Linked DNA regions of Canis lupus: region 1 is linked to region 2. The links are chromatin contacts, called in public Hi-C maps. All regions are on one chromosome and are shown on one strand. The core of a region is the stretch at or near the end of the contact, and the rest is flanking DNA. Distances in the headings are between cores, read along the strand shown.

The links. Hi-C and Micro-C count contacts between places; a contact is called where the count stands out from the background.
Region 1: a Hi-C map of skin fibroblasts shows a contact between it and region 2, with 2.3 times the contacts expected there. The contact joins two enhancer-like sites. A contact is called at or near these places in 3 of 9 Hi-C or Micro-C datasets (blood and skin fibroblasts).

The regions. Positions count from the first base shown.
Region 1 is chr3:74,716,262-74,722,100 of UU_Cfam_GSD_1.0, forward strand. All of the region lies in intron 12 of TBC1D1 (TBC1 domain family member 1), which reads right to left. Among named protein-coding and RNA genes, the nearest start is that of TBC1D1, 170 kb to the right of the region's middle. Within about 2 kb of position 4,365, at least 3 of the 20 cell types and tissues checked have an H3K27ac peak or open chromatin away from gene starts, as enhancers often do.
Region 2 is chr3:74,485,149-74,490,806 of UU_Cfam_GSD_1.0, forward strand. No RefSeq gene overlaps it. Among named protein-coding and RNA genes, the nearest start is that of KLF3, 250 kb to the left of the region's middle. Within about 2 kb of position 2,858, at least 5 of the 20 cell types and tissues checked have an H3K27ac peak or open chromatin away from gene starts, as enhancers often do.

The DNA.
Region 1 (5,839 bases), core at 3,115-5,614, 230 kb after region 2:
CCATTGAACTACACACTTACAAATGGTGAAGATGGTAAATTTTATGTGTTTCTTACCAACTAAAAATTTTCAAATGTTTTTCTTCTTAAATCCATACTCTTCACCAGGATGCTTCACAAGGATTCTCCAGTGGATGTCTTTCTGAAATTATGCACGACACTTTTTCTCTCCAAGAGCCAGAGGCCATTTGCAAAAATACTCATCATGATGGGAGCTACCAATCAGCACCAAGTTTCACCTTATTTCTCCTCAGGACTGACAAAACAGAGGACCATGAACTGGACTGAGACAATGAAAAAAGGCCCATTTTTAAAACTCTGGCAACTCAGAAAAGGTGGGTGTGCAAGGAAAGAGTCTTGGTATAAATGAAAATCTGAGAGTCCAGGATATCCTCCCAAAGGTCATGCCAATCCAAAACATGCAGTCAGAACATTCCCAAGCCCTGTCTCTCTGCCATGGAAACAGGTGTCTTTCCCTGGGTCTGAGGTTTTCCAAGGCCATGCACTTTTGCCTTCTTCAGGCCCGAGCTCTCATTTCTTATGCAATACTGCCTCTCATGGAGGGAGACAGTTACTGCCGGCCCCACGTTACAAAGGCAGGGACTGACGTCAGGTAGCAGGCCCAGAGTCCTTGAGGTGGGAGGCAACCAGGGTAGCCGGTACCCAGACGGGCCTACCTCCACAGCTCCTATTCAGGCTTGGCCCTGCACTCGGCCAAGGCTGGGGGTGCTGACCCTGGACACTGTTCCTAAATACAGTGCAGATGAAGGCCCCTGTAGGTCATATGGTCTTTGGGCCTTGGTCTTCTCATTTGTAAAATGAGCACTGGATTAAGAATTCCTTTTCTTTCTAATATGAAAAGCTCCAAATCAGCTTACTTGTCAACAGTATTGAGATCCACAGACTCAGGGGATCATAACAGGAGTATGAAATAGAAGAAAGCTCCTAGATATCAGTCTTAATAATGTTTTTTGTGCATCTGACTGCAAAGGCAAGGCAAACAAAAGCAAAAACCAATGGCTTCACATCAAACTAAAAAGCTTCTGCACCGTGGAAGAAATCATCATCAAAATGAAAAGGCAGGTATCCCTGGGTGGCTCAGTGGTTTAGCGCCTGCCTTTAGCCGAAGGCGTGATCCTGGAGTCCCGGGATCGAGTCCCTCATCAGGCTCCCTGCACGGAGCCTGCTTCTCCCTCTACCTGTGTCTCTGCCTCTCTCTCTCTCTCTCTCTCTCTCTCTCTGTACTCTCATGAATAAATAAATAAAATCTTTAAAAAAGAAAATGAAAAGGCAACCCACTGAATGGAAGATATTGCAAACCACATATCCAGCAAGGGGTTAATATCCCAAACATATAAAGAACTCGTACAACTTAACAACAACAAAACACAATCTGATTATAAAATGAATAGAGGATCTAAACAGGTAATTTTCCAAAGATGATATTTATACGGCCAACAGGACCATATAAAGATGTTCAGCATCCTAAACCCCAGGGAAACGCAAGCCAAAACCACAGTGAGTGAACACCTCACACCAGTTAGAATGGTTATCAAGAAGACAAGAAACAAGTACTGGTGAGGATGTGGAGAAAGGGGGACCCTCAGGGCACCGCTGGCAGGAATATAAACCAATGCAGCCACTCTGGAAAAAGTGTTTGGAGGTTCCTCAAAAAGTTAAGAATAGAACTACCATATGATCCAGCTATTCCACTTCTAGATACTTACCTGAAGAATACAAACATACTAATTTGAAAAGATATGTGCTCTTTCTGTTCACAGTAGCAATATTTACAAGAGCCGAGAAAAAGAAGCAACCTACGTGTTCACTGATGATGAGTGGAGAGAGAAGTTGTGGTGTATACATTACAGTGGAGTACCACTGAGCCATTAAAAAAAAGAAGAAGAGGGGGAACCCTCGGTGGCTCAGCAGTCTGGCGCCTGTCTTTGGCCCAGAGTGCGATCCTGCGGTCCTGGGATCGGGTCCCGCGTCAGGCTCCCTGCGTGAAGCCTGTTTCTCCCTCTGCCTGCGTCTCTGCCCCTCTCTCTCTCTATGTCTATCGTGAATAAATGAATAAAATCTTTAAAAAAAAAGAAGAAGAAGAATGAAATCTTGCCACGTCTCACAACTTGGATGAACCTTGAGGATACGATGCTAAGTGAAGGAAGTCAGAAGAAGAAAGACAAACACAAGAGTATGACTTCACTCATGTGGAATCTAAAACCAAACTTACAAATTAGTGGTGATCAGAAAGGGAGGAGAGGGGAGGGCATAGGGAAAATGGGCAAAAGGGGTCGAATGTATGGGGATGGATGGTAACCAGACTTTTGGAAGTGATCGCTTCATAATGAACACAGACATCAAGTTATATAGTATTGCACTTATATGTGTAATTTACCAATTTTGCCTCAATTTAACAACATAATAAAATGAAATACAGACACCATGATATGTTTCCTATCTTCATATCACTGCTACGTCTTCTTCAGAAACAGTAAACCATGATATCATCAGGAACCTTAAAATGACTTCAACCACAGAGTTTAAACTTTAACAAAACATATTAATATGGAAATAGAACATACCAATTTGGACTCGTCTATCGAATGCAATTCCAAAAGAGAAGTTTTTAGTTGCACAGCCAGAGCAATCTGAGATGAAATGTGGTATCTTTAAAGCTACCGGATATAGAGAAAAACATTCCACGGGCTTTTAAATTTCTTAATGTTACTTTAATTCCAAATTTCTGCTGAAACCAGAGAAATTTGGAATCTCGATGATCATTAGACAACAAGGTGCTAGGGACACTGAAGCTCCTTCCTGGGACGGTGAGTGGGTAGTGTGTGGCCCTAGTGAGGCAAAGGCCCAAAAGATGAGGCACAAAAGATGACTGTGGCCCACAGGCCACAAGAAAAACCCTTCAAATGAAGAGTTTTATCTCTAACTTTTAGGCTAGGTATCTGCAAATTAAGGCTATCACTTTCTCTGCTCAAATTACTGGTTATGCCAAGTTTAATAATTCCATACAGTAAGGGGGGGAAATCACCAAATGAGGTCTGTAGTTCAAGTCCACAAAAGAGAGAACTAATTCTATCATCAGGTCCCATTTCCAATGAATCTGAATACTTGGGACGCCTGGGTGGCTCAGCAGTTGAGTGCTTGCTTTTGGCTCGGGGCATGATTCCGGAGTCCTGAGATCGAGTCCCGCATTGGGCTTCCTGCAGGGAGCCTGCTTCTCCCTCTGCCTGTGTCTCTGTCTCTGTCTCTCTCTCTCTGTGTCTCTTAAGAATAAGTAAATAAAATCTTAAAAAAAAAAAAAAAAAGACTCTGAATACTTGCTACGTGTCATGATCTGAGACAGGAATGTGTTTCCATTATAACCCTCTATGAGACTAATATATTTTAAACATCTTTCTTAATCAAAAATTAATTTTTCCTACTATCAATGTCACATTATAAAATTGAAAAAGACAAAGGGGAAAATATCACCTATTATCACAACTTCCCACACCTCTGTAGAAAATGTCCTTGTATTTCTTCCTCTGCGTGTAGGTTATTTGTCACAGAGTATAATCTGAGTAGTTATAATAAAATACCCATATTTGGTTAGTACTGCAAAGTCATCTATCTTGTATCCAGCAGAAATCAAGCAACAATCTATGAACCGAACCCTGTGCCAGGTCCAGAAGCATAAGAAGACTGCAGCCTTGCCTTAATGGAACTTTAACTCAGTGTCAGAGACGTACCCACAGTGCTTACAGTGGCCTGTCGAGGAGGCACAAGGGGATGCAGGCGTGGGGGTCCCCCCCAGGCAGGCTCACTCACACCACAGGCCTCGGGCCCATGGAGAGCCCGGCAATGGCTCGTCCGTCCTTCTTCCTCCGGGGACATTGCGACCATCTCTGGCTGCTGAGCCACGTGACCACTACACCTTACTCTAAGAATCCCAAATTCCTATGGGTAAACATGTTAATCTAACTGCATTCCCAGCAGTGGAATTTCTGACAGAAAGTCACCAGCTTCTTTCCAAGCACTTCTGGTAATAAGAAAGGCACATGCTTGTCACACACCATTTCACCTACTTCCCGATAACCAGTAACCATGATAAAGCCAGTGAACTCCAGTTATTGTCAAGGTTCTGCCTTTGGTTGGTCAACAGCATCATTAATAGGAATACACTGACTTGTGGAAGCTGGAGGCTGTGCCTTCTCCTCCCAGTGCAGGCCCTGCCCTGTCCTCCCCACCATCTAGATGGTAACTTGAGTGGGTCCCCTGTGCCATGCTGGCACCACGCTTCTCCTGTCCCTCCTTGGAGGAGCTGCCATGAGTTGGGCCAATCAGCTCCCAAGCATGTAAGGGGAGACACAGAGCGGCAGTTAGGTAATCAGACGCCTCCGGAGCTAAGGGGTCATGCACTTGGAGGCTGGTGTGACTGTACAGAGTGACGGGCCAGCTGGGAACGCCGGTGTGTGGAATAAAGAGGAAACCAGAAGAAACATTACATGGCCCTAAAAACAGGGAGCCAGAGAGACTTCCGTGTCTCCAGACAACTTCTAGTTTCCAGCTCTTGCTCTTATCTTGATGTTTAAAATCTCCTTCTGATTAAGCTTGCTTGAGTCATTTTCTGTCTCTTGCAACAAAACAATCCCTAAGTCTCATCTGTTTCCTGAGCATTCCCTGAGCACCGCCTATATGCAGTGGGCATTTGAGGACAGCTGAGAGCTGAAAACAACTTCCTTTCTCAAGAAACTAGCAACTGGTGGGTAGGCAAGAAGAGAACATAATCAGGGAAAGTAGGCTGGTGATAATCGGGTCTGGTTTAACAGAAAGAGAAGGGAATGCAGCCATGACAACCAAGAGTCCAGACCTTTCGACCACGGTCTGCCTGCATGACCACAAGTAGGTCCCCCTCCCTCTCTGAGCCTGTTTCTTAATCTATAAAATTAGACATTTGAAATTTCCAAGTCCTTGTGTGCTTTTAACGATTCCTTAAAAGCAATGCACCCAGTGCCTCCTACATACGCGGTGACAGTATTTTTGGAAGCCATGCGGGTCGTAGAATATCTGTAAGCTCTGTGCCAAGTTTACCACCTCGGTTAGGAGACGACGGAGCACAGGCACCATCCTGAAGGCTGTGCTCACAGTTCTGAGTGACGGGGTCAGGGCTAAGTAACGCGTTAAAGAACTCATCACCTAGAGCGGCCTGTGCAAGAGAATTTGGGTGAGGGAAACGTTCTAGAGCTAGCCACTGGCCACACGTGGTTCTTAAGCACTGGAAGTGGGGCTAGGGTCAGGAACTAAATTTTGCACTGTATTTAAGGGTAATTAGTTTACATTTGTTTAATGAGCCCTACGTGGGTAGTGGCAACCATGGAACAGCGTAGACCTAGAGGTTAGGACAGGTAACCCCAAGACAAAGTATGGGGCTCTCCAGCAGGATCAAGCATCGGGGAAGGAGAGGCTGATTACGTCCAAGAGAAAAGAGGAAGAGACGATGACACTGAAGTGGCCTGGAAGGATTTGGAGAGGCTGTCAGGGCTGAAGTGTGGTGTGCTGGGTGCAGAGAGGACGAGAGAGGAAGAGGAGCTTTCTGGATCCATCCCTGCAAGATCACGGCTGCGTGAAGAAACCCAGCAAGTGTGTGAGCAGCAAAGCACCGTGGCCCGTGCTGCAGGCCCCCTGGCTCCCACCCCATACTCATTCTCCCCTCCGCCCTTACAACTGTGGATACTGCACTAGGTGGCAACAAGCTCAGCCAAAGTTCACCATCTCCCAGCCTCCCTGTGGCTACTAGCAGCCGGTGACACAGTTCCAGATAATACCACCAAGTGGAGTTCTAC
Region 2 (5,658 bases), core at 1,608-4,107:
ATCTCGATGTAGAGGGGGTACACGGACTACACCTAAGAAACCCGGCTTTAAAGGAAAGACGTGTCATTGGTACTGGATCTACTATTACCTTTCCTCTTGCAAACTTTCTACTTCGGATGTGGCAATAGGAAGGGTTAATAATCTGAGTTAAGAGGCAGACAGAACAACAATGTGAGTATAATTTTGGAGCAGAGCTGCTCCGATCCCAGAGATGTGGGTGGCCGGCTCTTCTAAGAGAGCTCGCACTAAAGGGTACGTCAAAGCGCCTTCTTTTTGGGGGGTTGGGTAGTAGGGGCAGGTCCTGGAAGTGCTCCCAAACTGCGGAAGAGAGAAGTCCAGTGGTCACCAGCTGTTCTGGGAGAGTGAGTCATCGCCTATGTGGCAGGAACCAGGAATGACTCCCTGGGCCGTGGGGGGCACCGGGGAGGTGGTGTCTGTGGTTGCAGAGCGCGGCGCATTCCAGAGGAGCCAGACCTCCTGCACGGATGCCAATCTGCGCTGTCAGTCACCTCGCAGGGGGACAAGGAGGGGCCCTCGAGCGGCCTCTGTGAGACCACAGAGGCACTGTTTAGTCATTGGTATTAAAAGCCCTGTGTTCACTGTCCCTGGGCTCACCCTCACCTCCCCTAAGTCCAATGACTAAACCAGGTCTGCTTCCTATTTTATGTCCTCTAGTCCCGGGACCCCATATCTCCTGTCCTACCTACACACTCCCTCCCTACATATTCCCTAGCTCCTCATCCCTCCTCCCTGAGACCCCTTGTCCTGCCTCCTGTCCCCCATCTCGGACCCATCCCACTAACAGCCACCACTGTGTTCTCTCCCAAAACAGAAATCCAAGCATATCATCCCCTTACTTAAAATCCACAGCTGGGTGGCACCTGGGAGGCTCAGTTGGTTAAGCATCTGCCTTCGGCTCAGGTCACAATCCCGGGGTCCTGGGATCGAGCCCCATGTCGGGGTCCTGGAATCCTGCGCCCTGTTGGAATCCCTGCTCAGCGGGGAGTCTGCTTCTACCTCTACCCCTCCGCCCACTGTGCACTGGAGCTTTCTCTCTCAAATAAATAAAATCTTAAAAAAAAAAAAATCCACAGCTTACCACACAGCTCAGTGGTTCTTAGACTCCAGTGCACATCTTGGAGGGCTTGTTAGAGCACAATGAAGGGCCTCTTCCAGAATGTTCTTTACCCTTCACATTCCCCTCTTTTCCCCCACTGAAACTCCTGACCCTGCTGTTCTCCATTTCCTCTCCCTCATCCTGACCCCACCACCACCACCACCGCGTTTTCATTATCACCAGCAACACACGTGGACTGCTTACTATGGTGCAGCTCGTTGAATCCTCACAGAAAAACAACAAACCCGTGACATGGGTACCATTATTCTTCCCATATTATGAAAGTGTTGAAACTGAGGCTCAGACAGGTTCAGAAATCTGCCCCAGTCACACAGCTAGCAAACGGTAGAACCAGGATTCCAGCCCTCGTAGCCTGGGCCCTAACCCCAGCAAGGACTATGGTGTATGCAGGTAGATTTATACTGTCTTTGCTGCATTCTCTCAGGATAGTCTTCTGGTCACTCACATGTATAAACAGACGTACAAGGGAACATAAGGCCTCGCACCAGACAGCAAGTTATTCAAGAAAGGATCTTCACCTTTGTTTCCTATGCCTAGCATAGTAGGTTCTCCATCAAAGGTGATTAAGTAAGTGACCCACTTGCACTAGGGTTTTTGCACGTGTAAATTTCCTGATTGGCCTTGAGAAGTGAGAAACATTCCAGAGTACTTAAATTCCTTATAACACATAACATATAGGTATCATTTTATATCAGGGGACATATAGGTATTGCTATGATGAGAGGTATAAATGAGGTGCAGGTATCACTTTATATTAGGGGAAATCTGGATGAGAACGGAGATCCAGAGACCATTATTAGTACCACCTATTCTTAGTGGGTCACCATTTAGTCCATTTTCATTTTGGTCACCCTAATTACATCTTTTTAAACTTATTCACAGTGAAGGGAGTTTTGATCCTTAGCACATCATGAAGACAGAGATGCCTACGTGGGACTTTTAAATTTTGGTTAAGATCTTTTCTACTGCTCTAGAAAAATACCCTACAAAGTCAACATTTGAAGCCAAAGAAGAAAAGAAAAGAAAAAATCAGGAACAAGTGCATTAGAGTACAAATTTCATGTGTATTTGGAACCAAGACCAAAACATGTTTTCTGTAAATAACCTCCATTCACAACACAAGATCAATTATCTTCTATATACAAATCCGAAGTGTAGGCCAACATTAGCTCCTGCTTCTTGTCTCCAGCTGGAAAGGAGATTGTTGCCAACCAGCCCTCAGAATATCTCCCCCCCTGCAACTTTTCTTTCCCAGGTTAAGAAATTACAGTTTGGGTCCAGAAAAGAAAAAAGAGAGAAGGCTACACCCCAGATTCAGAGTGGCCTGTCAGCACTCAAAGCCATTCCAGAACTAGCACAGGCCTCAGAAGCTTCTCCCCAGCCTCACTCTGGGCTTAGGGTCATGCAATGCCAGACGTATTTGTTTCTTTTCCATCTCACTTCAAGGCCCTTGTCAAACGCAGCATAACTTAACAGGCTCTGTCAGAGTTAGTACCTTGTAAAAGTACCTAGAGCCAAGCCAGCCACCTGCACTGTTCTGGAAGGCAGAAATATAGTTTAAAAAAAAAAAAGGACACACATCTCTCCATTCCTGCAGTGGACATTCTAATTCTCTTGCTACCAACTGGACAAATTTCTCTCCTCTCAGAACCCAAGACAACCCATTGTCTGGGCCTCTGTGTCTTCTCCCCCGACACAGAGACAAAGCTTCAAGGGCCTACCCTGCCCTACAGAGGCCCAGAGCTGGAGCCTTTCCTCAGAGGCAAGGTGGAGACTGAGAAGTTTACTCCCTTTGGCCCAGTAGGCATAAAGGTGACTTCTTTTTACAACTCCCTCAGGCTGATTTTTTCCACCCTACAAATCAGTAAGCACAAATCTTTGCAGAGAAGGCTGGAGTTTTAAGTGTTCAGTCAGGGAAGAAAAAAAAAAAAAACCCAACAACATACACGCAACTTTTCCAATCCAGGCCTGTTAAGGACACATGATCTCAGACATTTCCTGCTTGAGCCCAAGTGGCTTCCCTCCTCTTACACACATGCTCCCCCTATTGCCTGCCACTGACAACGCACCCCCGGGTTCAGGGGAAGCAGGAACACCCCAGCCTGGCCCTGGAAATAGCCATGTTGTAAGACTGCAGAGATGCTGCCAAAAAAACGAAATAGCAGAGCCTCAAGAATTGTTCCATTGCTCTGGTGAAAGGCCCGAGCTGAGTCTTTTCTTTACATTTCAGAAATCAACTCTGTAATTAAAATGGAGCAAATACTTCTGAATAGAATTTGGCCAATCAAATTAAATTTTGGCTTCTCCCTTAAGAGTCAAACGAAAAGAACTTCAGATTTGGATTCAGACTCAAGGGGGTCAGACTCAGGTTCTGCTCCTGTATTAGATGAGTGACCTTGAACACTAACCTTTTTAAGCTTCAGTTTATCTCCAGTTTGAGCATAATGATACTGCTTAACCCCTCCTGCTGTTGTGGAAAGTAAATGAAAGAATGAGACTGCATGAGAAAAAGAGTTTTAGAACATAGAAATTGAACGTAAGTTATTATTTCCTTCCCTTCCAATCCAGCACATGTGCATGCACGCATGCACACACACACACACACCCCTTTTCCATACATCTAAATGGAAATGGTATTACAGGCCACCCAAGCCCCCCCAAAAGGAAGTAGGGCAAGGAAAGCTCAGTCACAAACAGGAAGTAACAGAAATGCCACCAGAAAAATTGGCTCAGGCAAAAAAACAAAAACAAAAACACAACACAACAAAACAAAACAGTCCTAGGTTAAGTTTTAAAGACCAAGTTAGGTTTAGTTAATGATTTGAGGTGTTGCCAGCCTGGCCCAACCCCTTAAAATAGGGGGTTTTCAGAGAGATGCTTAGTTAATTATTCTGACCTTAATTTGACCTCCCAAGTGGGAATTAGCACCGGGCATTTTAGGATTTCTGCAGTTGGTAGGTTCCTGCCTTTTTAAATGTAGGTCTCTCCTCCTTTTCCCCTGGGGCACTAGGAGGGGCCCAGTTTGAGGCCGCGAGGAGCTGGGGCTCCGCCTTCGCCTGCCCTGCACCGCCGCGCCTAGGGGAGCCGCCCTGCAGCCCTGCTCAGATTACCACCTCCCTTCCTGGCTTCCAGAACTTGCCACATTGTAGGTTGGCTTCTTGAGGGAATGTAAGAAAAGCATTCCGGTGACGGCCACACAAAGAGGTTTTACAGTTCTGGGGATTATGTCAAACTTTCCTTCCAAACTCTTGTTAAGAAAAGACAAAATCCTGGATATGGTTCTAGGGGGAAGAGAAATCTAAAGGGAAATATATATCTACGTGTCAGGACACATTGTGCTCTTTATTTTCTTGTTTTTCCTGTCTCCTTCTTGAAACCTCTTCCAGGAATCTTTACCACCTTTCTTGCCTGTTCCTTAATTTCATGTGTTTTTAGGGGAGGGAAGCAAGAGGATTAGAAGCTTAAATATCTTAAGCCACCACCAAGCATTCTTACTACTTGTCATTTGTTTGCAGGACCAAAGTTCCTTTGCTGGCCCAGATGAAGAGACTACTTTATGCCTCCCTTTGCCTCTACCTTTATTAGTAGTAGTAGTAGTAGTAGTAGTAGTAGTAGTAGTAGTAAACAACCCTTCCAACTCTTAGCAAATTGCTTGGTGTGAGTGAGAGTTGGAAAAAAAAAAAATCTACATCCATCCTTTGAGGGACTCTAGTCTCTGGACAGCGCCAGAGAGACACACACAAATATTCTAGAAACTGTACCAGGTCTCATTTTAGCCTTCGTATGTTCTGCAATGGCCTTTAGCTTCACATGCTCGATTGGAAACTGTCAAGATGGTGGTGATGGCGCTTTCAAAATATTTTCCCATGGGGGCTACGAAACAAACCTGAGAGCACAGTAAACAGGTGGAATTAAGCTGGAGTTACAGAGGAAGAGATGAGGAACAGAAAGGTTCAGTGGTTAGTCCAAGGCCACTCAGCTGGTTTCTCGTGAAGCCCAAACCTTGAGGTCAAAGTCTTCCAAAATCCTACTCTAGCATTGAGCGCCCATTCTGGCATTATCATCAACACGTTCTACAGGTTCTCATTTATGCCAAACAAATAGACTGTCACTATTTTTAAACATAGGGTAATGTGAGCGTGTAAAGGAATATCACTTTTAGCAAATTACGTAGGGTGTGTTTCATAAACAAAAATAGGACTTTGAGAATCTTTTCAACAGACGGTGCATTTTTTTTAAATTAAAAATTGATTTTGGGGATCCCTGGGTGCCTCAGCAGTTTAGCGTCTGCCTTTGGCCCAGGGCACGATCCTGGAGTCCCGGGATGGAGTCCTGCGTCAGGCTCCCGGCATGGAGCCTGCTTCTCCTTCTGCCTGTGTCTCTGCCTCTCTCTCTCTCCCTATGTCTATCATGAATAAATAAATAAATCTTTAAAAAAATAAAAAAATAAAAATTGATTTTTAATAGGTAATTCAAGTATATGACTCAAAGGTCAGAATTCTTCTTGAATCATATTGTAC